Regions from separate parts of the Sus scrofa genome. Here all the other regions are linked to region 2. Evidence: chromatin contacts called from public HiChIP or PLAC-seq data. All regions are on one chromosome and are shown on one strand. Each heading gives the region's core, a stretch centred on a gene start, on an enhancer-like site or on the middle of the called end of the contact. The rest is flanking DNA. Distances are from core to core; before and after follow the strand shown. Region 1 overlaps EVI5 (ecotropic viral integration site 5 protein homolog). Region 2 overlaps LOC110260382 (a long non-coding RNA gene). Region 3 overlaps EVI5 (ecotropic viral integration site 5 protein homolog).

The links. HiChIP or PLAC-seq counts read pairs in DNA pulled down with a chosen protein or histone mark.
Region 1: a contact with region 2 is called in an H3K27ac HiChIP or PLAC-seq map of alveolar macrophages. The contact joins two enhancer-like sites. A contact is called at or near these places in 1 of 47 Hi-C or Micro-C datasets (blood) and 1 of 2 datasets of contacts at active chromatin or transcription factors (alveolar macrophages).
Region 3: an H3K27ac HiChIP or PLAC-seq map of alveolar macrophages shows a contact between it and region 2. The contact joins two enhancer-like sites. A contact is called at or near these places in 1 of 47 Hi-C or Micro-C datasets (epiblast stem cells) and 1 of 2 datasets of contacts at active chromatin or transcription factors (alveolar macrophages).

What each region holds. Positions count from the first base shown.
Region 1 is chr4:124,549,744-124,553,238 of Sscrofa11.1, forward strand. All of the region lies in intron 16 of EVI5 (ecotropic viral integration site 5 protein homolog), which reads left to right. Among named protein-coding and RNA genes, the nearest start is that of GFI1, 68 kb to the right of the region's middle. Within about 2 kb of position 1,533, at least 8 of the 83 cell types and tissues checked have an H3K27ac peak or open chromatin away from gene starts, as enhancers often do. A contact at or near this core is called in alveolar macrophages, where this site is marked.
Region 2 is chr4:124,682,313-124,685,711 of Sscrofa11.1, forward strand. All of the region lies in intron 2 of LOC110260382 (a long non-coding RNA gene), which reads left to right. Among named protein-coding and RNA genes, the nearest start is that of GFI1, 64 kb to the left of the region's middle. Within about 2 kb of position 1,594, at least 46 of the 83 cell types and tissues checked have an H3K27ac peak or open chromatin away from gene starts, as enhancers often do. A contact at or near this core is called in alveolar macrophages, where this site is marked.
Region 3 is chr4:124,461,595-124,465,439 of Sscrofa11.1, forward strand. The region is part of intron 2 of EVI5 (ecotropic viral integration site 5 protein homolog); the gene reads left to right. Among named protein-coding and RNA genes, the nearest start is that of EVI5, 96 kb to the left of the region's middle. Within about 2 kb of position 1,642, at least 4 of the 83 cell types and tissues checked have an H3K27ac peak or open chromatin away from gene starts, as enhancers often do. A contact at or near this core is called in alveolar macrophages, where this site is marked.

The DNA of each region.
Region 1 (3,495 bases), core at 283-2,782, 130 kb before region 2:
AAATGTAACGTAGTATCCTGCATGGGATCCTAGAACAGAAAAAGGGCATTAGGTTTAAAAAAAAAGAAACTTGCATAGTTAGTAACAATGTATAGATATTAGTTCACTAATCCTAACCACGTGGATATTAATAATAGGAGAAACAGAAGTTTCCCTGTGGCACAGCAGAAACTAATCCAACTAGGAACCATGAGGTTGCGGGTTTGATCCCTGGCCTCCCTCAGTGGGTTAAGGATCTGGCATTGCCGCTAGCTATGGTGTAGGTTGCAGATGCAGCTCAGATCTGGTGTTGCTGTGGCTGTGGTGTAGGCTGGCAGCTACAGCTCTGATTAGACCCCTTGCCTGGGAACCTCCATATGCCATGGGTGTGGCCCTAAAAAGACAAAAATAAAATAATAGGAGAAACAGTGCAAGGGAGTTTATGGAACTCCTCTCAGTTTTTCTATAAATCTAAAACTGAGAAAAGTTGTTACTAAAAATAGTGTATATAATTCCATGAATTTTAGGAATCCCTGGAATTATGTAGAATTTTAAGTATTGGTCACAAAGTTAATCCATTTCAAATTAAACTGATTTATAAGAAATATTTTCTAGCTTTTAGACCTTGTGCAAATGCATTTTTCATGTGTGTATTTTGCTGGTTTTATAAGAAACATCACTTTAAAATGTGTGGTTTTATTTCTCTTCTGAAATGGAATTAAATCAGTCTCTGTAGTAAGAAAAAATTTTTGAATTCTCTCTTCCATACTTTTCATCTTACCTTATTATTTCTTAAAAGTATTTATATGTACTTTTTTTTTCTAGTTACTAAAACGTAAAGAATGTCCAAACCTTTTTGTCTGTGACCTGAAGTTACAGGAAACTGTTTTAGAAACTTACCAATAGTACATGGTATGAGTATGATTTGTTTTTAGATATTTCAAATGAGTCACTTGAAGTCATGGAGGGGCTACTATTTACCACATTTACCATTCTGATTAATTTGTCTTAGGGCAAAGTACAAATCAGTAATAACTTACTAAAGCTTAGTGGTTGCTATTGATGTTTCAGTAAGGCTATGTTGATTAATCACGGTGATTGCTTATCAACTGTCACGGATTTACTCAAATCATTGTGTTTTCTGTTACTATAGTAATTTCATATGCAGTTATAATTTGCTTAATGTATTTTGCTTTAATTGAAAATATCAAATTAGGACTGAGAAATCGTGCCCCTGCTGTGGCAAGTTAATATGGTTGCCTCTGTGACCGTTGAACATAGTTTCATAATATAGCCTTGAAAAAAAAGTATTATTTAACTTTTAAAACAGTCAAGACAATGGCTTTTAATGGTCTCTAAAATAGTATAACTTTTTCAAAGGAGAGAGGGAGAGCTTGTATATATCCTTATGTAGCATAATCTCTCTTTTTGTTACATTTTTCACTTGTGGGTGTAATTTAAAATACTTTTTTTTAATGTAAGCTTTACCCTTGCATTTGAGACTAAGCAACCTGCATTGTGTCATGACCCTTTAATACCACAAACCTTCTGTAATACTACTCCCAGTGAAAAACCCACATCCTATGCACAACCTTAGATTTATTTTGAAATCTCTATGAAGAGAGCATAGAGAGATTACTAATTGTTTCTGTTATTTCCTTTAAGGGTGTGATGTCTGTTTGTAAACCGTGTTTTAAATTTTACTTTGTCAGGCTTAAAATGTTTAAGTATATGAAGTACTGATTTCCTATCCTAAAGTTCCTGTGTGAAAGTTTAATAGCTACTGATAAGCTTCGGTTCAGAATTGGGTGGCATGTAGACATGTCGAGCATTCAAGAAAGGAGAAAGCAGGATACTAGGCAGCAGCCAGTTTTCTAATACCACTCCACTGGCCAGCCCGATGCTAGTAAACAATTGCCAGTTTAAACAGTAAGCCACCATTTTTCCCGTTTCGTTCTTTATTATTGTTATTTCCTTCCTTCTGTTTTAGATTTGGTTGGTGTTCTTGTAACTCCTTAAGATGGATGCGTAAATCTAACATTTTTATTTAAAAGCATTGGTAACTGCTCATCGTTAGGAGAATAGTTAAACCATAGTGGATCCGTATTTGGAAAAGTCTATATCTTTAGGAAAGAATAAGGAAGGATTTGCCAGACTTAATAATGAGAAAAATTATAGACAGAACGTATGTCATAATTCTGTGTTGTGTATGTTAAGAAGTATGTATGTGCATGTATGTATTTAAATACATTGGAACACCTGCTCTGACGCCTATCAGAGCTCTCTCTGGGGACAGTGAAGGGCTTGGTGCAAAAGAGCAAGGGGCACTACATTTTTTATGCCATATGAATTTATATGATTACCAATATATTTTTGTAATGTACATACATTTAAATAACTTTTAAGGTAACCATTGCTAGATTGGAAATAAGAATTAGCACTTCCAGATGATTATAGGAAAATAGCATTGAAGACAACTTGATCAGCTTAGCGAAAATGCCACCCTCCTCTGGCCTTCAAGGCTCTCAGTTGTCTGGTTCCTGCCTGCTTCTTTGACTGCATCGTAAACCACACTCCCTTCCCATCATGCTCTGGCAACACCAGCTTGCTTTTTGTCTCTCGAACCGAGCTCATTCATTCTCATTGGCTTTTGCTCTTGGTCTTGCTGACATGTGGGATACTGTGTTCCTGATTCTCCTATGGCTGGTTCCTTCTCATCATGTATATCGCAGCTTAAAAGCCACTAACATGGAGCTCCCTGGTGGCCACGTGGGTTGAGGATCCAGTGTTGTCACTGCTGTGGTATGGGTTCTGTCTGGCCCGGGAACTTCCACATGCCACAGGTGTGGCCGGGAAAAAAAAGACACCAACTCATAGAGATGTTCTCTGCCCACCTTTGTCAAATAGGCCTCTAATGTTGTTACTCTCTGTCTCATAATCATGTTTGATATTATTTGTAGCTCTTCACAATGTCTGAAATTACCTTCACTTTAAAAATTAATGTCCACCCACAGGTAACATATTAGAACCTTGTTTGTCTTATTTACCGCTGTATACCTTGAACCTGGCACATAACAAGTGGCCAGAAAGAGCTGTGGAGTGAATCTTAGGAGGCAGGAAACAGGCATGTAAATGAGAGTGTAATACTATGATGCTGGAAGAGCAAGGTAGGTTCTAAGTCTTTTTTCTGAGGTGTAGTTGATGTGCACTGTTATCTAAGGCTCAGGTGTTGAGATTCCTCTGTTTAAATACTGCCCCAAAGGTGGATTGAAACTGACCCCATAATTTCCTACCCAACAGCTTAACAAAATAGTAAATAATTTTTTTTTTTTTTTGTCTGCACCCCACAGCATATGAAAGTTCCCAAGCTGGGGATCAAACCCATGCCACAAGTGTAAACTTCCTAAATAATTTTTCTTTAAGGCAAATACTTTCCCACTAAAAGCAGCCTAAGAGGAAAGTGGTCACTAGGCAATAAGAGAAGAAATGAATTATTTTAAAGCAGAGAGGCGTAGC
Region 2 (3,399 bases), core at 344-2,843:
GCCTTGCTTTCTATGTAAAAAAAATGGAGGTCAAGGAATTACAGAAGATATTAGTGCGGTGTTTCTCTGAAATGCCGTATGAATTACGATTTATGAAATTTATGAATTACGAAATTATACTGCTGTATGGCACTCAAAAAATAACAGTACGGTGGACACGGCCTTGGCTCTAAGAGCCTAGTACGTCGGGGGTCAGGTGGGCATCCAGGGACCTGGTTTTTCTTGTTCTTTTAAATCATAAAAGCGGTCACGGCTACAACACCTCATTTTATCACTGTCTTATTTCTGTTATAGGTCCTGTGAGCTTGGTTGGGTCAGGGGTCACCCAGAAAATAACCACCTTCCACTTCCTTTAATTATGCAAACTAGAGCGAGGTGACTGAGATCTTGCCTCTGGTCTGCAAGACACAGGGAGTTTTGCAAGCCCCAGGGAGTGCAGAATTTCCTGAAGATGTTGCACAGGGGCTGGCTTTTGCTGAAGTCGTACAGTATTCTCCTTTGCTTTGGTTATGACTGCAGAGGTGCTGGGAAGCCGACTGGAGAGCAGCACCGTGGAGCGGCCGGCTCCTCTCCGTGGGAGGCGACGCCCGCTCTTTGAGAGGGAAGGGCTCGGCTCTGCTGCCTTGGGCTAAAAGCACTGTGATCCAGTTCCACCTCCTGGCTCCTTCATTGGTAATTGGTTTTCCAAAATGCAAGGATTTTTGCTGACCGACAGGGACCTGAAGGCTTGAAAATTTAGACAGCAGAGAGCTAGGTGGCTGAGATTTTACAAAAGTCCACATTTTGCTAGTTTAATCTGGAAAAGGACACACAACCCAAAGAATAGGAGCCTTGTTGCAGAAGAACCAATTTCATTCATCAGGGTATTTTACCAGTAGTCGCGCTGGGCACCTGGCTATGCAGTCACCGCCCCGTGCTTCTCAGCTCCAGGCGGAGCTGCAGCGGGAGGAGAGCCTGGACGTGCTGCCAGCCCGGGAGCCGGGCCCAACTCGCTCAGGCCTTTCTAGACCCATTTCAGGTGAGTCACCCCTGCTCCCCACGCCCCCTCAGCCCAGCAGAGGTGACCTGGCCCTCCTTCCTCCTCTTTTCCTACCAGGGCCTCTGACGTGAGGCTATTAGCCATTCAGACTTCACACTGTAGCCCTTTCCTTGCCTCTCGGGAAATGTTTAAATGAGCAGGCAGATTACCTAGTCTCTGGACAGGACCATAAGCACAAGACACTGCGTGATACGTTACAGAGACTCCACTAAGTATAGTAAATCTGCTGGGGTTTTCAAGGGTTTGAAAATCTCAAGGTGATGGAATTATTCAAAGGGCAAGATTTTTTTTTAAGTCTCCATTCTCTGAGTATAACAGCGTATGAACTAGTTCCTGAAGTATTTAAATAGAAAGTGAAACTGAATCACACTGTTTACTTTTCATAGTAAAAGCTGTTGAGGATTCAGATCTTCCCTGAAAGAGCAACAGGGTTTTCAGAAAATGCTTCTTCCCATTGAGCTTCGGAGTTCCTAAGAAAACCTGGGGGTCATGCTTTACTGAGGGCAACACGTGGGGGGCAGGGCGGGGCGTCCTGGAGAGGAGGCGTCTGGGCTCTGAGTCAGCAGAGCACATGACCGAACCAGAGATGGGGTCAGATGCCCAAGGCCCAGGGAAGCAGCTGCTTCAGGCTTGTTTAGGTTGAGAGCTTGGCAAGTGGAAATACTGCTGTTGAGAGGAATCTCACAGTCCCTTTGAGAGTTAGTGTGGGTGAGCGGGAGCTCAGTGTGTATTCAGGGCGCAGAGCAAGTGTAGGACAAGTTAGGGAAAGAATGGATAAATGGGGGGGATCTCTCTCAATAAAACTGATTTGGTAGGTTTTTCATTTGGAGGGTTGAAGGGCAGTGTAGCCACTCTCCCTCCTGTGTGTTGGAAATACATGACTGCCCCAATAAAGTTCGTGTCCTGTTCTAAACCTGGCTGACCCCATCTTTTTCATCGTGTCTGCTGCTTTCCTTAGTTTTCTCCAAATCCCACATCTGTGTCTTGAAAGGAACACACCCTGGGTCTTACCTCCTCTGGGCCCTTCTTCTTGAAGCTGCCCAGGCCTGGGCCAGACTCCCCCTTTCCTGTCCCTCCGGCTTCTGGCTCGGCTTCCTCGCTCCCCAGCTAGCCCTCCAGGCCACCGTCGCTTCCCATCTCCGACCACTCCCGAGTGGCCTGTGCCTTTCGCTGGGGTGACCATACAATTTAATGTCTAAATCAGAGCGCTTGAGGAAGTAAGAGGAGGTGCTTGTACTTGATGCTGCCGCCGAGTTGACAGTTAGAAACTGGAGACTCTCCCAGGCAAACCAGGATGCACGGTCCTCTGAGGACAGCGACTGGTCTGTGTGTCCTTTCTTATGTTCAGCTAGTACTTTAAAAACGAAATTTTTTATGTTGAAATAATTTGAGATTTACAGAAAGTGGCAGAGTACAGAGTTCGTGTGTGTATCACTCACCCACTTTTCCCATCATTTACGTCTTGCATTTCTGTGATGACACTTGCTGAAACTAAGGAACTGCATGGTTTATTGCTATTAATTACATTTTAGATTTTATTTGGATTTCACCAGTTTTTTTCATTAATGTCCTCTTGCTTTTCTTTCTCTCTCTCTCCCCTCCCTTCCTTCCCTTTTCCCTGCCTCCCTCCCTCCTTTCTCAGCTGAACCCATGGCATATGGAAGTTCCGGGCTAGGCATCGAATCTCAGCTAGAGCTGTGACCTGTGCTTCAGCTGCAGCAATGCGGGGCCTGGGATGGAACTGGTGCCTCCACAGACACAAGCCATCATTAACCCACTATGCCACAGTGGGGACTCCCTTTGATTTTATTTATTTATTTATTTTGCTTTTTTTAAGGCCGCACGTGCAGCACATGGAGGTTCCCAGGCTAGGGGCCGAATCGGAGCTGTAGTTGCCGGCCTACACCACAGCAATGTGGGATCCGAGCCTCGTCTGTGATCTACACCACAGCTGACAGCAATGCCCTCCTCTTCATACCCATCAGGGGACACAATATGCACGTGACGCCACGCGGGACGTGAACCCGCATCACTCGGGGAAGGTGTTTTTCCTCTTCCTGTTCTCTTCTTTGGGAGCAAGTCACCGAGTTTCACCTGCCCTTCAAGTGTGAAGAAGCCCCGCCTCCTGGAAGGGATAGTTCTACATATAGTTTTATTCTTTTCTTTTTTTTTTTGAGGTTCTGGTGTTTTTTGTTTGTTTAATCACTTTTCTTTTTTTTGGCCATTTCTTGGACCGCTCCCACAGCATATAGACGTTCCCGGGCTAGGGGTCGAATTGGAGCTGCAGTCACAGGCCTACACCAGAGCCACAGCAATGTGGGATCCGAGCCGCGTCTGCAACCTACACCACAGCTCACGGC
Region 3 (3,845 bases), core at 392-2,891, 220 kb before region 2:
CCTCCCTTAGTAGGGATCCAGTCTCTGATGTCTTAGTCTTAGGCAATTTGGGGGGAATAAAGTTGAGCTTCTGATTATTGTAAAGCAGCAGGCCACTCGTGCCTCCTGGAGAATGCCTTTATTATAGCATACAGTCTTCCTACTGGGCCAGTGTTCTTTTCCCTTGATTTGATAAATTTCTTCTTATATTAGTCGTAAGGGAATTATGATGGGGTGAGAAAGTAGTTTACTTTTTTTTTTTTTTTTAAAGTAAATCCATGTAGGGCAGTGGCAGTGAACCCATGTGCTCTGGGAAGAGGAAAATAAATGAATAAATTTTGAATAGACTTCTCACTAGCCCATGAACCTGTGAATAATGCTGTATTGCATTTTCTCAGTCTCAGCTGCCAGGAGAAGTCTTTGGAAACACTTGGCATATTCAGGCAGTGTGCCTCTACTACCAAGTCAAGAGTATTCTAATCGAATTGAAACCAGGTGGCAACCTGTCTAGTCTTCCTGAGTTTTTGTTTTTGTTTTTTAATTCACTGTTTTTACCAAAAAAGAATAAAAATAGATGGTTATAAGTACACATTCTGTAGCGTCTACATATTCTTAATGAGTATATAAATTCTTTTTCTTATATACCATGACTAAGTAGCTAATGGGGAGAGATTTGATAGTATCAATACAAGTATTACTTCTGGAAAATCCAGTTCTCTCAGACAGAAGGACTTCTTCATTCTATCCATAGCGTTGGAAAACAATTCTAAAGATTTTCCTTAGAAAGTTCTAAAATTTGGTAGAATGACCAATTTTGAAAAAAAGGAAGGAAGTAGTGTTCATATCTTCCTTTCTTTTTTTTTTTTTTTTTTTTTTTTGTCTTTTTGTCTTTTTTGTTGTTGTTGTTATTGTTGCTATTTCTTGGGCCGCTCCCGCGGCATATGGAGGTTCCCAGGCTAGGGGTCGAATCGGAGCTGTAGCCACCGGCCTACGCCAGAGCCACAGCAACGCGGGATCCGAGCCGAGTCTGCAACCTACACCACAGCTCACGGCAACGCTGGATCCTTCACCCACTGAGCAAGGGCAGGGACTGAACCCGCAACCTCATGGTTCCTAGTCGGATTCGTTAACCACTGCGCCACTACGGGAACTCCCATATCTTCCTTTCTTTATGGAAGGGGTATGCTTCGTATTTCAAGAACAGTCACTTTTTCTATGATAGCAATAGTCAGGGTTTAAAAAATATTCTGAAGGGCTTCTAATATTAAAAGAGTTTCTCACCTAATTCTCACTTCCTGCAATGTCATTAACCAGTGGCAGTATTTTTAATAAATTTCTATAAAGTTGTTTGTAGTTTGCATTGGAGAAATGCATAGTTTGAACTTTGACAAATGTGTACACCTGTGTAAAGTCCACACGCCCGGGAACACAGATGATTTCTGTCATCCTAGAAAGTTCCTTTGTGTCCCTTTTAGCAGCCCCACCCTCTGAAACCGTTCTTCTGATTTTTATCGCTGTGGGTATATTTTGCGTGTTCTTTTTTTATATAACAACTTTTTTGAGCTGTAATTCATATATGTTGCAATTCACCCGTGCGAAGTGTACAATTCAGTGGTTTTTCATGTACCCACAGAGTTGTGCAACCATCACCACGGTCAGTTTTAGAGCCTTGTCATCACCCCCAAAAGGAACTGCATATCCATCAGTAGTCACTGCCTGCCCTTCCTGGTTCCCTCACTCCGACTCCCATCTTCAGCAACAACTAATCTACTTTCTGAATTCTGGCCATTTCATAAAAATGGAATTATACAGCATGTTTCCTTTTGTGACTGGCTCCTTTCACTTAGCGTCGTGTTTTCTAGGTTCATCCATGTTGTAGCATGTATCCGCACGTCATTTCTTTTCAGGACTGAATAATATTCCACCTTTTGGATATACCAGTGTTTTTATGTATTCAGCAGTTGGGGGACATTTGGATTGTTTCCACGTTTTGGCTATTATAGATAAGGCTGCCATGAGCATTCATTGTGTAAGTTTTGTGTGGACATAGATTTTTGTTTCTTTTGAATATATACCTAGGAGTGGAATTGCTGGCTCACATGGTAATTCTATGTTTAGCCATTTGAGGAATTGCCAGGCTGTATATCTTTGGAGAATTTTATTTATTTATTTTTGTAATCTATTTTATTATTTATTATTATTATTTTTTAATAGTTATTTCCTCTTTGGACAATTTTGTATTCTTATTCAATGCCCATTTTTATTTAAATTGGTTTGTTTGCCTTTTTATTACTGAATCATAAGTTATTTATATATCCTATATAGAGATCTCATGGGTTGCAAATATTTTTCCCCATTTTGTGGGTTTTCTCTTCACTTTCTTGATGGCATTCAGTGAGGTACAAAACATTTAAAATTTTGATGAGTCTGAGATATATGTGAATATAAATATTATCATAAATATGTATTAGACTCATCAAATATATATGTATATTCTTGTCATTTGTGCTTTTGGTATTGTATTTTTTTTTCTTTTTCGGCCATACCTACAGAATTTCCTGGGCCAGGGGTCGAATGGGAGCTGCAGCTGTAGCCTGTGCCAGAGCTGTGGCAATGCAAGATCCAAACTGCATCTGTGACCTGTGCCACAGCTTGCAGCAACACTGGATCCTTAACCCACTGAGCGGGGTCAGGGATCAAACCTGCATCCTCACAGAAGCTATGTCATGTTCTTAACCCGCAGAGCCACAGTGGGAACTCCTGGTAATTAAGAAAGCTTTTCTTCTATGATATTCTTGTTCTTGAACTTCCTATAAGGGGAATCCTATGGTATGTATTCTTTTGCATCAGGCTTCTTTCACTCATCCCAATGATTCATGTATGTTGATGTACGTATCAGCAGTTTCTATATACTACTGAGTGATATTACAATGAATGAATATATCACAATTTGACCATTTATTTTTCTGAATATTCGGGTTGTTTCTGGGCTTTGGCTGTCATGAGTAAAGCTTCCCTGAACTTTGAATTGCAGGTCTTTTTGTGGACATGTGTTTTTTTTATTTGTCTGGCTGAGTCATATGAAAATTGCCAAACAGTTCAGGTGGTTGAACTGCTACGTACTCCTGGCATGGGTATGTCAAAGCGCTCCCGTCTTTGGCCACACTTGGTCTGACCAGTTTTAGAATTGTAGCCATTCTAATGTCTATGTAGTGTGTGGTTTAAACTTGAGTTTCCCTAGGGACTTAAGGATGTTAGATGTTTTCTGTTGTTTGTTGGCCACTTGACTGTTTTGTTTTGGAAAGTGGCAGTTTAAGTTCTTATTCATTTTTAACAAATGTGTTGTTTGCCTTCTTAATTATTGATTTTAAGAGTTTTTCATGTATTCTGGATACCCACCTTTTGTCAGATGCACATGTTGACAATGCTGTTCTCTCAATTTGTGGCCTACTATTCATTGTCTTCATGGTATCTTTTGAAGAGCAGAGCTTTGTAAGTTTCAAGTCCAATATAGTATTTTAATTATTTTTTTCTTTTATGGTTAGTGTTTATGTCCCGTTAACAAATTTTGTCTTTTCCAGGGTTGTGCGTCCTGTTTTTTTCAAGGAGTTTCATAGTTGTGGATTTTATATTCAGGCCTGTTGTCCATTTTGAGTCATTTTTTGTGTATCATGTGAATTAAGGCAGAGATAATATCTGACATTATTTAATGTCATGTCTTTAATTGGAATATTTCATTTGTAAATATTTCCTAAAATTTTGTGTATTTGTGTATGTTGTTTATTTCATTGTCCTCTAAAGGTGAACTGCTTAACCCTTTTCTCTATTCCATTCATGAATTCACTTGGCTTTCCTGCTTATACTAA